3 separate regions of the Ovis aries genome follow, and regions 1 and 2 are each linked to region 3. The links are chromatin contacts, called in public Hi-C maps. All regions are on one chromosome and are shown on one strand. Each heading gives the region's core, a stretch centred on a gene start, on an enhancer-like site or on the middle of the called end of the contact. The rest is flanking DNA. Distances are from core to core; before and after follow the strand shown. Region 1 holds the start of MYO1E (myosin IE). Region 2 holds the start of RNF111 (ring finger protein 111). Region 3 overlaps MYO1E (myosin IE).

Region 1 (4,300 bases), core at 149-2,648, 200 kb before region 3:
TTGCCTTCCTGTGTAGATGAGGACAAGAATTTGGTCAACATGATCTTTCAATTTTTAAGACAGAGATATAATTCACATACTATAAGGTTCACCCTTTTAAAATGCACGATTCAGTGGTTTGTATTGTAGTATATTCACAAAGTTGTACTACCATCTCCAGAATATTTTCACCAATAAGGAAACACAGAACTATTAGCAATTATTCCCACACAGGACTGAGCGACTTTCACTTCATTTCACCTCTCTCCCCAGTCCCTGGAAATCAATGTTATCGATTTCTGCCTCTGTGGATTTTCTAATTTCATATAAATGGAATCATATAACATGGCGTCTTTTTTCCTGGATGCTTTCACTTAATATTGTCAAGGTTCATGTTGTAGCAGCACGTTGTTAGTACTTCCTTTTTAACAGCTGGATAATATTCTATTCTGTGGATATACTACATTTTGTTTACCCATTCCAGACAAGAGGATTTTTAACATCCCTTCCGACTCGAGGATCCTTTATTCAAGTGAAGGGTTACCCCCAAAGTTCATAAAGCAAATCACAGTGAATCATTATGCTTGGTAGTTTTTCTGCGCCCGGAAGTTTTCAAATCTTACCTACCATAGATCCAGAGAGGACTATCTTGTTATGACCCAGCATGTTTACTTCTGAACCCTGAAAACATCAGCTGCTCTAATTTATTTCAGGATTCTGCTTTCCCCCCCACCCCAATCGTCTCCTCACTGCCCACCCGATGCTTGATTGTAACTCAAATTGTCATCAGCAGATCTGTGCCGACTGAGATTGGGTGGGCGTCCTTCCCACGCCTCTCTCCCCTGTCCTTGGGCTTAGTGCACGTGCAATTTCTTCGCCATCAAAAACGCCCCTTCCTCTCCTCCCCCTTAAAAAGCCTTCCTTTGTTTTCCAAGGAAATTCAGGTGAAAGAAAGGGTGGGGGCAACGATATTTTTGACTTTCCTCACAATCCAGACGTTGGAAAGAAAAAGGATTTCCTTTGGGCTGCTGCCATGACTCTGATCTTTTATGCTGATAAAATATTTCCTTCTTCTTAAAAAAAAAAAAAAAAGAAGCTATGGGAAAAACATACACTTCAGCTACACTTACTCTAACTTTGGCGTTAAAAAAAAAAGTTTTCCAGTTTACTTCTCTTTCACAGAGTGGTTTTCTTCTTACCAGTTCAGGGATTGCAAGAGGGAGCGAGCCAGGTCAGCAGCGCTTTCTGGAGGCTGGCGTGGAGGAGGACTACAGGATCCAGAGGGCTTTGGAAACTCCAACAGCTACAAGCTTGTTGGCTACTACGGTTTCCCTGAGGAGTGACGCTGTAAAAACAAACCCTGATTGGTCAGGCCAGAGCTGAATTCTCCATTTATGGACAGATTGCCCTGCCCGAGTCGAGGCTCAGCCAGAGGAGTACGGAGTAAGTGGCCGAAGAAAGAGGAGCAAGGCAGGGCAGCTCGTGGGACGCGCGGAGAGCATTGCACTCACCTAGGCGGGGCGGCGAGCGCTGGGTCTGGGTGGACCCTGGTCCTCCGCAGTATGCGCCCCGCCTGCTAAGCAGCCTCCTGCTCGCCTTCACCTACCGCCGCCGATCCCGCCTGGATGGAGTCCCCCCAGGGTTCCCATTGGTTCTTGTGAGTCCTTGGGTTGTCGAGAGCCTGTTTTTGGCGAAGGGAACCAACTTCTGAAGTTCGCCCAGGAGACTGCGTTCCAGCCCCAGCTCCCCGGCAGCGGGACACGCCAGAGGCGCGATCGCGGCGCGAGTCACCATGGTGAGTTGGCCGCGCGGCGTCCCGGGACGCCGGACCCGGGGATGGGGCGGGAAGCCCGGGCGCGGGGCACCCACCTTGGGCGCGCTGCCGAGGCCGGGAGAGGAGAAGGTGGACGCCGGAGCCGGCACGTCGCGAGTCCTGATTTCCTGCCGCTTTTCCTCCACCCGGGCTCGGGGAGAGGGAGTGGGGGGCCAAGGAAAACTTTCTTTCAAGTCGCTTTCGGCGTCGCCAAACTTTTCGAGGCCGGTTGGCTATGGCTGCCAGCTGTCGGAAGCCGGGGAGATCCAAGTTCAGGGGCACGGCTCCCCGGGAGGGGATGGGCATCGCTTTCTCCCGGCTGGGAAGGTAGGAGCGGCCGCCCGCAGCACCGGCGCCACGGACCCCGCTCCTCCCCGGCCGCCCGGCAGCGCCGCAGTTGTCCCGCTGGCATCCGCGCGCCGGCGGGGGCGACGCGGCCGCACAAAGGCAGCCGGGCGCCAGGTAGGGCGAGCACCTGGCGGTGGGCAGGCGGCTGCGGGCGAGGGTGCCCCGGGCAGCTGAGAGCCGCGCCGGCCGGGAGGGTCTTGGCACCAAAAAGGCCGAGTAAACACCACCCTCCCTTTTCTCCAAGTGCGAGGTGGCTGGCACTTTTCGGGTGTACAGCAGACGGTTCGCAGAGGAGGAAGTCGAGTTTTTTGTTCTTTTTCCTTCGGTACTTGGGAAATTGATGGAAGTGGCTGGCTCTTTTTCTGACTCGTTTCTGACTTTTCCTCTACCCCACAATGTCCCGCCTGGACTACCCCGCCCCCCATAACCTTAGCCACAGCCCTTGGGGTTTGGCGTGGTGTGTACTTTTCTTTCCAAAGCACAAAAGCAAGGGCTCTATTTTGAAGAGATTGGCAGTCCATCAGCGGAGGGGAGGGGGGAAGTTTTACCCCAAGGCTTCATAGTTTCCACACTTGCTTCTTTTCAACTAATCTGACTTAGGACTCCGCTGGTCCTCTTCTGTTGTTGTTGTTTTTTTTTTTTTTTAAGTGACTGTGAAAGTGGCGCTAAGTAAAAATGATAACCCGTGCAGCACTAATTTAAAAATCTCTATCCTGCAGGAGCTGGGGGAAATTAGCAAAGGCACATAGAAACTTACAACTAAAAGGAGCACTTGATCCAGTGCTGTGTTTATTCAAAAGAATGATTAAAAGCAACCACACAAAAATCTTTAAAGGGGCACCCTTGACCAAAGCTTTTTGTTTTGTTTTGTTTTCACTTAGTCCAAAGTTATGTCACCCTTGTTTCTACCTAAGAGGGTACTTAATCTGTAAATAAAATTTCCCTTTCAGTTTTAGGATTTAAGAAGTCAGCCCACCCCACATTATTTTTGGAACCTTTATAGAGAACCAGTTACTTAAACTGTGTATTAGGGTGGAGATACCTAAACTGGGCCACAGCCTAATTGGCTACTTAAATTTAAGTACTTTAGAATTGCTATAATTATTTTCCATGGTTAAATATTTCCAAAAAAAGAAAAATCAATGTGTTTTATGTCAAGAGCTTGAAGAATCTTACTGAATTTAAATAGTTGAGTGGTACCTTGAGAAAATTAACTTTACCTTGTTGACTCATTTTTCATGCTGTAGAGGCTAAAAAGTACTGTGTGTGTGTGTTTAGTCACTCAACTGTGTCCCACTCTTTGTGACCCCATGGACCGTAGCCCACTTGCCAGGCTCCTATGTCCGTGGAATTCTCCAGGCAGGAATACTGGAGTGAGCAGCCAACCATTCCCTTCTTGAAGGCATCTTCCGGACCCAGGGACGGAACCTGCATTGCAGGTGGATTCTTTACTGTCTGAGTCACCTACTGTGGGATGCCTTTTCTAGGGACCTTGGAGACTCGTCGCTCAATTCAGTCCATTGCTGTTGAAGTAGGTGGATGGTGAAGTGGATGCAGAAGAAACATGCTCTAAGGAAGAGTTGTTTCCAGAGTGTGTAGGGTGTCAGTCGACAAGGATGGGGTCTGACTTACCTATTGATGCGTTCCCTGGCAACAGCACAGATGGCAGTACTATAGGGTGCCAGGAGACTATCAGTGCATCAGATACGGTTGCTGAGGCCACGATACCCTGACGGAAAAGTTGGAACAGCTGGCTGTCCTGAAATAGGAGCTGTGCCATCAGTCACTCCATCTACTGGATCTAGAATAATTTGGCAAAAATGAAATGAATCATTTCTTCACTGGTTTGCAAAATTAAGTCTGTGCACTAGATTTGTGAAGTTGCCTTAGAACAGAGCATAGGCAGCTTCAATAGTGAGAAACTTTAGCTATTATGTTTACTATTTATGTTAGACCCCCTTCCAGCTAAATGAGGCATTGATTTGTGTTTCACATCTGTCTGCCCAGCTGCATCCCTCAGCTGCTTAGAACAGGAAGAGAAGACATTGCCTCCAGTGGGTGTGGCTCTGTGTTAGGGAGAGTATAATTGACCAGGAGCTTGGCACCTGTACTGTGGATTTTCTCCCTCTCTCCCTCTCTCTCAGATATCTTAGGAAATCT
Region 2 (4,428 bases), core at 62-2,561, 140 kb after region 3:
GAAATGGAACCTTAGTTATCTTTTTCCCAGTCTGTGCTTTTTGGTTAAAGAGATCCCTAAAACAAGAAAATTAAACATAAAACACCAAATGAAATAAAGTTTGGATTAAGTCAGGTACAAAAAGCGTTATGAACTATAAAATGAAATCTATGTCAGCTGGCATCTTATCTCCCCAGAGAGCTCTAAATTCATCCTGCACATAAATCAAGAAACAGGAAAGCATGCAATACAATGGAGTCACCCCACACTACAAACACGAACAAATTAAACGAACACCCTATACTTCCTGGTATTTTTTTAAATGTTAAAACTTAGACCTGAGTTAAGTTATCTGTAAAGATCTACTCTAACCTATTTAAGAACTATGTGACAAACCTCATTTCTGCAGCACAAATATTTCCACAACAACATTGCTACCGGCTCTGATAAACTCTGTAAAAAAAAAATAATGATAATAATAAAAATATTAAGCTTTTTTAATGGCCAGCCAACCAACTCTTTACAAAATCTGACGCGTCTGTATTTCTGCTGTTCTGCGGTCTACGTTTCCTTGATCACAGAAGGAGGCAACTCCCTAACCGTCAGGGCTGCCTTAGCGCCCTCCAACTCCCCGGGTGCGGGTTACCTTCATCACTCCATTGTCAAATCGCACTCCCACGCCTCAGTCCTCAGCCCCTGTCCTAAGACTCTAGAGAGTCAAAAAGGGGAAAGAAATCCCCTCACCCACCGTCCTTTACTGAGGAGGGTGGGTGTGTCTGTAGACGAACGCTCTGTCAAACACAATTAAATCTTCCGCGGAAACCTCGACCCTAAGCCACAACGGAGCCAGCAGTAACCGGCCGGCCGCCGACCCCAGCCTTCCGCGGCCGCAGCCCTTCCTCTTTCTCCCCTCCAGCCCGGCCCCTCCCCCGTTGCGCGCACGCGCGGCCTCCAATCGATCCCCTCCCCCCGGCCCCCTCACCTGAATCATTAGCCACCCTCTTCCCAGGCTCTGGGAATCGCTGGCCCAGGAAGGAAGACAGGAGATGTGAGCGGGGAAGAGGATGCGTCGAGAGCCAGTGATCTGCGCCTCAGATGTTGGCCTAAGAGGCCCCTACGGTCAAGAGCAGCGTCTGTCACCGCCACCAAAACTGTACCAGCGGCAGCGCCTGGTTCGGCCCAGCTGACCCGGCTTAGGGTCAGAATGCCTAATTTGGTCCCACGGGAACTCGTTCCCCGAAACTGCGGGCGTTTCTATGCTGCGCAGACCGAACACCTCGCCACCGTCGCCGCCACTGCTGCTGCTCTCCAGTCGCCGCCGCCTAACCAATCCCTCCTCTACCGAGGAAGCACGACACTCAAAGCTTTACGACAGTTCGCAAAGTGAGAGCGCAGTAGCCTTCAATCCTCCATTAACATCTGTTTGTTTCTGCGCTTGCTCAGATGCCTGTTTCTCACCGTCCGGCTCCCTCTTCGCTGGCCCTCCCCCTTTGTACTCGCCTTATCAGTCTGTTGCCGAAACCTAACGAAGTCCTAAAGCTCGTTTTATGTTCATTTTTGAAATGCGTTCAGTATTAAACAAAATATTGACTACATCTTGGTTGATTTTTTTCATAACTGAAAGTTACAACCACAGAATTAATAACTATACTTAAGGTAATGAACAAAAACGCCATGGTTTAGTCTGTCACAGCAAATGGTACTCAAATCATCCTTACCAATGAGATCATCACCGTTGAGGTGAATTTGCTTTCAAAATCAGATAAAAAATGGTAATAGATATCCTGGGAACTAACTGTACAATCATATACGTTTTCTTATTTTATAAAAATCAGGAGACAACAGATGCTTCATTACTTGCATTAATAGGCTGTAGGCAAAAGGGATGTAGGCCTTGGAATCAGTAAAACTTCCTTTCAAATTCCAGTGAGTGAACTTAGAGGTTTGGGGAAGGGGTTGGGAATAGGGATAGATGGGGCGTTTGGGGTTGACATGTACACAGCACTATCTGTAAAATGGATAACCAACAAGAACCTACTGAATAGCATAGGGAACTCTACTCAATATTCTGTAATAACCTATATGGAAAAAGAATCCATTCAGTTCAGTCACTCAGTCAAGTCCAACCCTGTGACCCCATGGACTGCAGCATGCCCAGCTTCCCTGCCCATCACCAACTCCTGGAGCTTGCTCAAACTCATGTCCATCAAGTAGGTGATGCCATCCAACAATCTCATCCTCTGTCATCCCCTTCTCCTGCCTTCAATCTTTCCCAGCATCAGGGTCTTTTCCAATGAGTCAGTTCTTTGCATCAGGTAGCAAAAGTATTGCAGTTTCAGCATCAGTCCTTCCAATGAATATTCAGGACTGATTTCTTTTAGGATTGACTGGTTTGATCTCCGTGCAGTCCAAGGAACTCTCAAGTCTTCTCCGACACTACAATTCAAAAGCATCAATTCTTCGCACTCAGCTTTCTTTATGGTACAACTCTCACATCCATACATGAGTATTAGAAAAACCATAGCTTTGACTAGATGGACCTTTGTTGGCAAAGTAATGTCTCTGTTTTTAAATATGCTGTCTAGGTTGGTCAAAGCTTTTCTTCCAAGGAGGCTGCAGTCACCATCTGCAGTGATTTTTGAAAATTAAAAAAAAAAAAATTCGGTGATGAAAATAGCAGGTGTCTAATTGATTTGAACTTTGTAAATCTGTCTCCAAAAAGAAAGGAAGGTCGGGGAGAAAAGAAAGAAAATGTCAATTATACCTCAAGTTTTAAAAATCAAAAGCAGGTTAAAAATTTTAAACTATGTTAGTAACTTATGTGATACTTCTGTTGCACAGTGCTAACTGGGATCCAGACCCATATGGCTGTTTACTGGTTATGTCTCACAGGCAATTCTAATGCATCTTGTCCAAAATAAATAAATGAATGTACATATATAGTGTTTAAATCTCATCCATCTCAGGTTTCACTGTCTCTTTCAATAGGACCAAGTTATCTAATGAGGAACATAATGGTCATATTTGATAACTCTCTGTTCCTCACTCCCTACCTCTAATCAGGCAGTAAGTACTTCCAATTCTGCCAATGAAACATTTCAAATATTGAAAATCCACCCATTCCTCTCTGTACTCTGTACCAGTTCAGGTCTTTCGTATATTTGGTATTATTCATTTGTATAACAAATATTTATCAAGTACTTACTATGTGCTAGACATTGTGCTGAGCATTGTGAGTACTAGATACATGACCACTGTTTTACTTGAAGTATTTGAGAAGACCCAGAAAGCAAGCCCACTATTTAGAATATAACGTGGAAGGTATAGGATGACACACTCACGCTCTGAGAACACAAAGACAGAATACTGTAGTCAAACCAAGAGAAGGTAACCTTTAAATTTTGCAACATTAATAAGACAGTTACATAAAGCAAATAGGGCATTGCCCACAGAAAGATTAGCAATACTAAGCTACAGAATCCTCTAGTTGAAACATCGTGAAACAAATTCTCTACTAAGATCTACTGAATGTATCCTGCAAGGAACGTCTCAGGAGATAAGGGAAGCAAAGTAGACAGAAATGTATTAAGTAAGATTTTTGCTAGGAAAAGGAATTTTAACTATTTTATATTTCAAACCATGAGAAGCTGTTAAAGGGTATCAATCAGAGGAGAAATAATCAGATTTGATTAAAGACACCATTCTATAAGGCAAGTAGAGGACAGACAGAGAAGGCCAAGAGGAGAGGAGCAAAGACCAGTCAGAATTGCAGGTAAAAAGGGGTGCGGGTAGTAGAAATGAGCAGGAAGGGACAGAAACAATAAGAAGAATGAATAACTATGTGGTTCTAGAAGGTGAAGGAGGGGAATCTCAGAGACTTCCAGATTTATGGTGAATGCTTGGGTGGTGGCACCATTCAAGAAAGAGACACAGGCTTGAAAAACCCAACTTTGGGGTCTGGACCTTTCAACTGGTTAGGATAAGGGAGGAGATTGAGAGAAAGGAAAGTATTACTTCCTATGTTGGGCAAGTTGAATTTACCCAAAGTGGAGATTCCAATAAGCTGTTTGAAGCTTAGGAGAGAGGTCTGGGCTGAAGACAGAGATCTGGACTCATTCACACAGAGTGTGACAGCCAGAATAGTTCTGATGAGGCCACACAGAGTAGAAGTGAGACGAGACAGAGAAGCCTGACATTTTAAGAGCTGAAAAATTAAAAAGAGTCCCACAAGGCTATGCGTGGGCCAGAAAGAAAGTGATAAACATGTAACAAACAGCACCAATGAGGAAAAGTTTCAATAAAGAAGTGAACGGTGAGGGACATGAAATGTCTGTTAGTTTCACAGTATGGAGATCAGTAAGCAGGAGCAGTTTCAGCAACTTGTCTACATTTTAGAACAGAGGTTTTCAACTGGGGTTGGTTTTGACTCCCAGCGATTATTTGATGCTA
Region 3 (3,899 bases), core at 1,081-3,580:
CAGAGGAGCCTGGCGGTCTACAGTCCAGGGGATTGCAGAGAGTTGGACACGACTGAGTGACTGAGCAGGCACATAGTATTTGCATATAACCTACGCACATTCTCCTGCGTACTTTAAGTCATCGCTGGGTGACCTGTAATACTGAATACAATGTAAATGTTATGGAAATAGTTGCCCTGCCCAGCAAATGCAAGTTTTGCTTTTCAGAACTTTCTGGAATTTTTTTCCCAAATATTTTCAACCTGCAGTTGATTGTATCTGCATCTGGGATGCAGAACTCCTGAGTGTGAAGGGTCGACTATACAGATTACACTGAAATGATGCGTCACATGGTAACAGCAAAGCTACTTTACACTAGGCCAGAGTTACATATAATGAAACAACCGGATTTGCTCCGTGATGTGGAGTTTTATAACTCCATACAAATCTGCACACAGAGAACCTTTATTATTGAAATGGCAATAGGAAAAATAACTTTGTTGTTTTGATTCAGAAATTCTTGCTCCAACCCCCATTATCCCAGTAACGCAGTTTTCAATCAGGTGAGGTTTAATTGGACTACAAATATCAAAATATGAGCACTACCAAAAACTACCTTGTTGTGGTTTAGTCGCTCAGTCGTGTCCAACTCTTTGAGCCTCTGTGGACTGTAGCCCGCCAGGCTCCTCTGTCTATAGGACTCTCCATGTAAGAGTACTGGAGTGCATTGCCATTTCCTTCTCCAGGGGATCTTCCCAACCCAGGGACTGAACCCGCATCTCTTGGGTCTCCTGCATTGGCAGGCAGATCCTTTACCGCTGAGCCAGCAGGGAAGCCCCATAAAATCCTGCATATTCGTTGTAAAATAAAACTAGTCTAAGTGCTTTCAGACGAGTAAACGTGAGTGACTATGAGGGACAGTGGTGTGCTCTGAGAGACTTTTCTAGTCTTTCCGACAGAGCTGTAACATTTGTTAGTTTCCCCTCTCTGTGTGGCCCGTTTCAAGCTACCAGGGTGACTCCCCCACTGGTTGCAGAGCTGGGAGGAGATGCAATCTCCCACCGTCATGTAGGCAGCAGACATTAATAGCATGGATAGATGTAAAATGTGGTAAAATAATTAGGGAGGGTTAAATTCTGAGTATTTGTTGCCGTTGCTTTTAATTTAACTTATTCAGTGAGATGTTTTTTATTTCATCTTTGTTGTTCAGTCACTCAGTCATGTCTGACTCTTCACAACCCCATGGACTGCAGCACGCCAGGCTTCCATGTCCTTCACTATCTCCTGGAGTTTGCTCAAACTCATGTCCATTGAGTCCAGCCATCTCATCCTCTTTCGCCCCCTTCCTCCTCATGCCCTCAATCATTCCCAGCATCAGGGTCTTTTCCAATGAGTCAGCTCTCTGAACCAAGTGGCCAAAGTATTGGAGCTTCAGCTTCAGCATCAGTCCTTCCACTGAATAGTCAGGGTTGATTTCCTTTAGGATGGACTGGTTTGATCTCCTTGCTGTCCAAGGGACTCTCAAGTCTTCAACACCACAGATTTCATCTTTAACGATTCTTTAACAACTGACCCACATAATTTCTGAAAGTGTGACAGCCTGCTCTCACAGGCTGGGTTGAAGCCAGTTCCTGCACACTGGGCACAAGGGTCTTGTTTGCTAGGTAAGAAAGTCTGAATCCCTTTTTCATGACTGTGAGAGGTGTCAATTTCTGGTAGCTGGTAGAAAGGAGCCGTCATCTCCTCGTTATTGACTGCACAGGATCGCCACCTAGTGGTGGAAAGAGATAGTCTGAGTTGAGTCCAAGCCAGCCAGGAAAATGGCTGTTCTGACTGATTTGTGTGATGGTTTCCAGGTCTGCACTGCAGTTAGTAAAGAGCCAGTGATCACCCCATCGGAGCAGGTGTCCTGTGTTCTGTGGTTGGTCTGACAGTAGAGATCTTAAAAGCACTCTGGAAAGCTGTCTTAGAATTAGGAAAAGGGCCTGGGCCATTGCCAGAATTCCCTCTTTTTAACCCATGAAGACAGATCCCTAAAGATGTGAAGTGATGGATCCAAGTCATGTGCCAGCCAGTGTCGGAACTGGGCCTCAAACCCAGTGCACCTACTCCGATTCAAGCCACAGTCCCTTATACTACTCCTGCAGGACGTGCAGATTGAGGCCACACAGTCTTCCTGGGCCTGACACCAGGTCCAGGGATGACTATGGTGAGAACAGACACCTCCATGGACTCTGCTGTCCTGCTAGGGAGACAGGTAGCCCAGGCCCCTGTCCCCAGTGCACCTACCCCCTGCTTAGAGCAGACACAGGCTACCAGAGGATGCTGCAGGGGCTGAAACAAGATCCAAAGGCTGAGTAGGAATTAGCAGTGCTCTGTGTGGGCCGGGGAGCATGGGGCCAGAAAAATCAGTGTGGCTGGAGCTCTGGGAGTCTGCCGCGTATGCATCACGCCATTCGCTGACGAAGCCAGCAGGAAATTCCAGGAACCCACGTCAGTGATCTCATGGGAGTGTCGTGAGGCTAAATGAAGCAACATTTGAAAATGCCCAGCATGGTATCTTTCCCAGAGCTCCAGGCAGGGGTTCCCAGACCACACCCCCTCTGCTGACACTCACAAGAAGAGCAAGGACATGCTTAGATGTGAGAATGGGGCAAAAGTGACTGGAGAGGAGGAGGGCTCACTTGGCGAAGGTGCTGCCTGACTGGACAGTTGTCCCCTTTCCTGGTTCCAGAGGCAGACAGTGGTGATCTTGGGATCGCCTAAACAGCCCCTTTCCTGATGCAAAATGCCGAGCTGTTCTCCACCCCCAGGTCCTTTCCCCATCAAGCACAGCCCACCTCGTCGATACTGCTGCTCCCCAGCAAACAGTGCCCCATTTCAGAGCTCTCTGGAATCTCCCCCTCCCAACTGTGGAGCACTGTGAGCCCCATTCAGCCAAGAGATACACGACCAGATGACCTTACACTGCATGACAGCTGTTGTCCAGGGCCTGGGACAATCAGGCCAATGTCCACTGTCCACGGGAACCCAATGCCTCAGTAATCCCTGAGGTTTTACTTTGATGACTTATTCTGAGGAAGTAGGCTCTGATGGCTTGGAATCAAAGACCACACAGTGGCTGTGTTCACACAGGTGTTTAAATGGTCTTCCATCCCCTCCTCCACTGTGTCCCAGTTCCTGGGTGGGACATCCAGCAGCTGCTTGTACACAAGCTGGCTGAGCTGACTCTGGGTATCAAGAGTGCACTGCAGAGCCCGGGGGGCCCATGCAATTTACTTATTTTAAAAATATTTTTTGTGCAAGTATCTTTGAAAGAAATATCTGTGTATGGCTGTGTGGGGTCTTTGCTGCTGTGCCGGCTTTCTCTAGCTGCAGAGAGCAGGGGCTACTCTCTAGTTGCCATGCACAGGCTTCTCGTTGCAGTGGCTTCACTTGTTGTGGAGCACCGGCTCTAGGGCATGAGGGCTTCAGGAATTATGGAGCACAGGCTCAGTGGCTGTGGCACTCTGGCTTAGCTGCCCAGCAGCATGTGGGATCTTCTCCGAACAGGAATCAAACCCGTGTCCCCTGCATTGCAAGGCAGATCCTTAACCACTGGACCACCAGGGAAGCCCCTTACTTTTTTACTTTTGAGTCAGCTTTCTTGAGATATAATTTACATACCATAACATCAACCCATTCAAAATACAGTTCACCAGCTTTTAGTATAGTCAGGGGTATACAACCATCATCATAATCTAATTTAGGAAGATTTGCGTTATCCCAGAGGGAAACCTTCTTCTCCTTAGCCGTCATCCCTCCCTCCCCTAGCCCTCAGCAACCACTAATCTACTTTCTGTCAGAATAGGTTAGTTTTTTCTGGACATTTCATGTAAATAGAATCATCCTTCTTTTGTTAAATTTATTCCTAAGTAATA

What was found. Hi-C and Micro-C count contacts between places; a contact is called where the count stands out from the background.
Region 1: a contact with region 3 is called in a Hi-C map of hypothalamus, with 2.1 times the contacts expected there. The contact joins the promoter of MYO1E here to the enhancer-like site in region 3. A contact is called at or near these places in 4 of 16 Hi-C or Micro-C datasets (blood, hypothalamus, skin fibroblasts and 1 more).
Region 2: a contact with region 3 is called in a Hi-C map of tail adipose tissue, with 4 times the contacts expected there. The contact joins the promoter of RNF111 here to the enhancer-like site in region 3. A contact is called at or near these places in 5 of 16 Hi-C or Micro-C datasets (liver, muscle, omental adipose tissue and 1 more).

Annotation. Positions count from the first base shown.
Region 1 is chr7:49,117,291-49,121,590 of ARS-UI_Ramb_v3.0, forward strand. MYO1E (myosin IE) reads left to right here and starts at 1,399. Exons shown (of 28, transcript XM_004010559.5): 1 at 1,399-1,774. The coding sequence starts at 1,772.
Region 2 is chr7:49,461,025-49,465,452 of ARS-UI_Ramb_v3.0, forward strand. RNF111 (ring finger protein 111) reads right to left here and starts at 1,312. Exons shown (of 15, transcript XM_060417856.1): 1 at 962-1,312; 2 at 376-432. The coding sequence starts at 380.
Region 3 is chr7:49,321,296-49,325,194 of ARS-UI_Ramb_v3.0, forward strand. The region is part of intron 26 of MYO1E (myosin IE); the gene reads left to right. Among named protein-coding and RNA genes, the nearest start is that of CCNB2, 41 kb to the right of the region's middle. Within about 2 kb of position 2,331, at least 17 of the 54 cell types and tissues checked have an H3K27ac peak or open chromatin away from gene starts, as enhancers often do. A contact at or near this core is called in hypothalamus and tail adipose tissue, where this site is marked.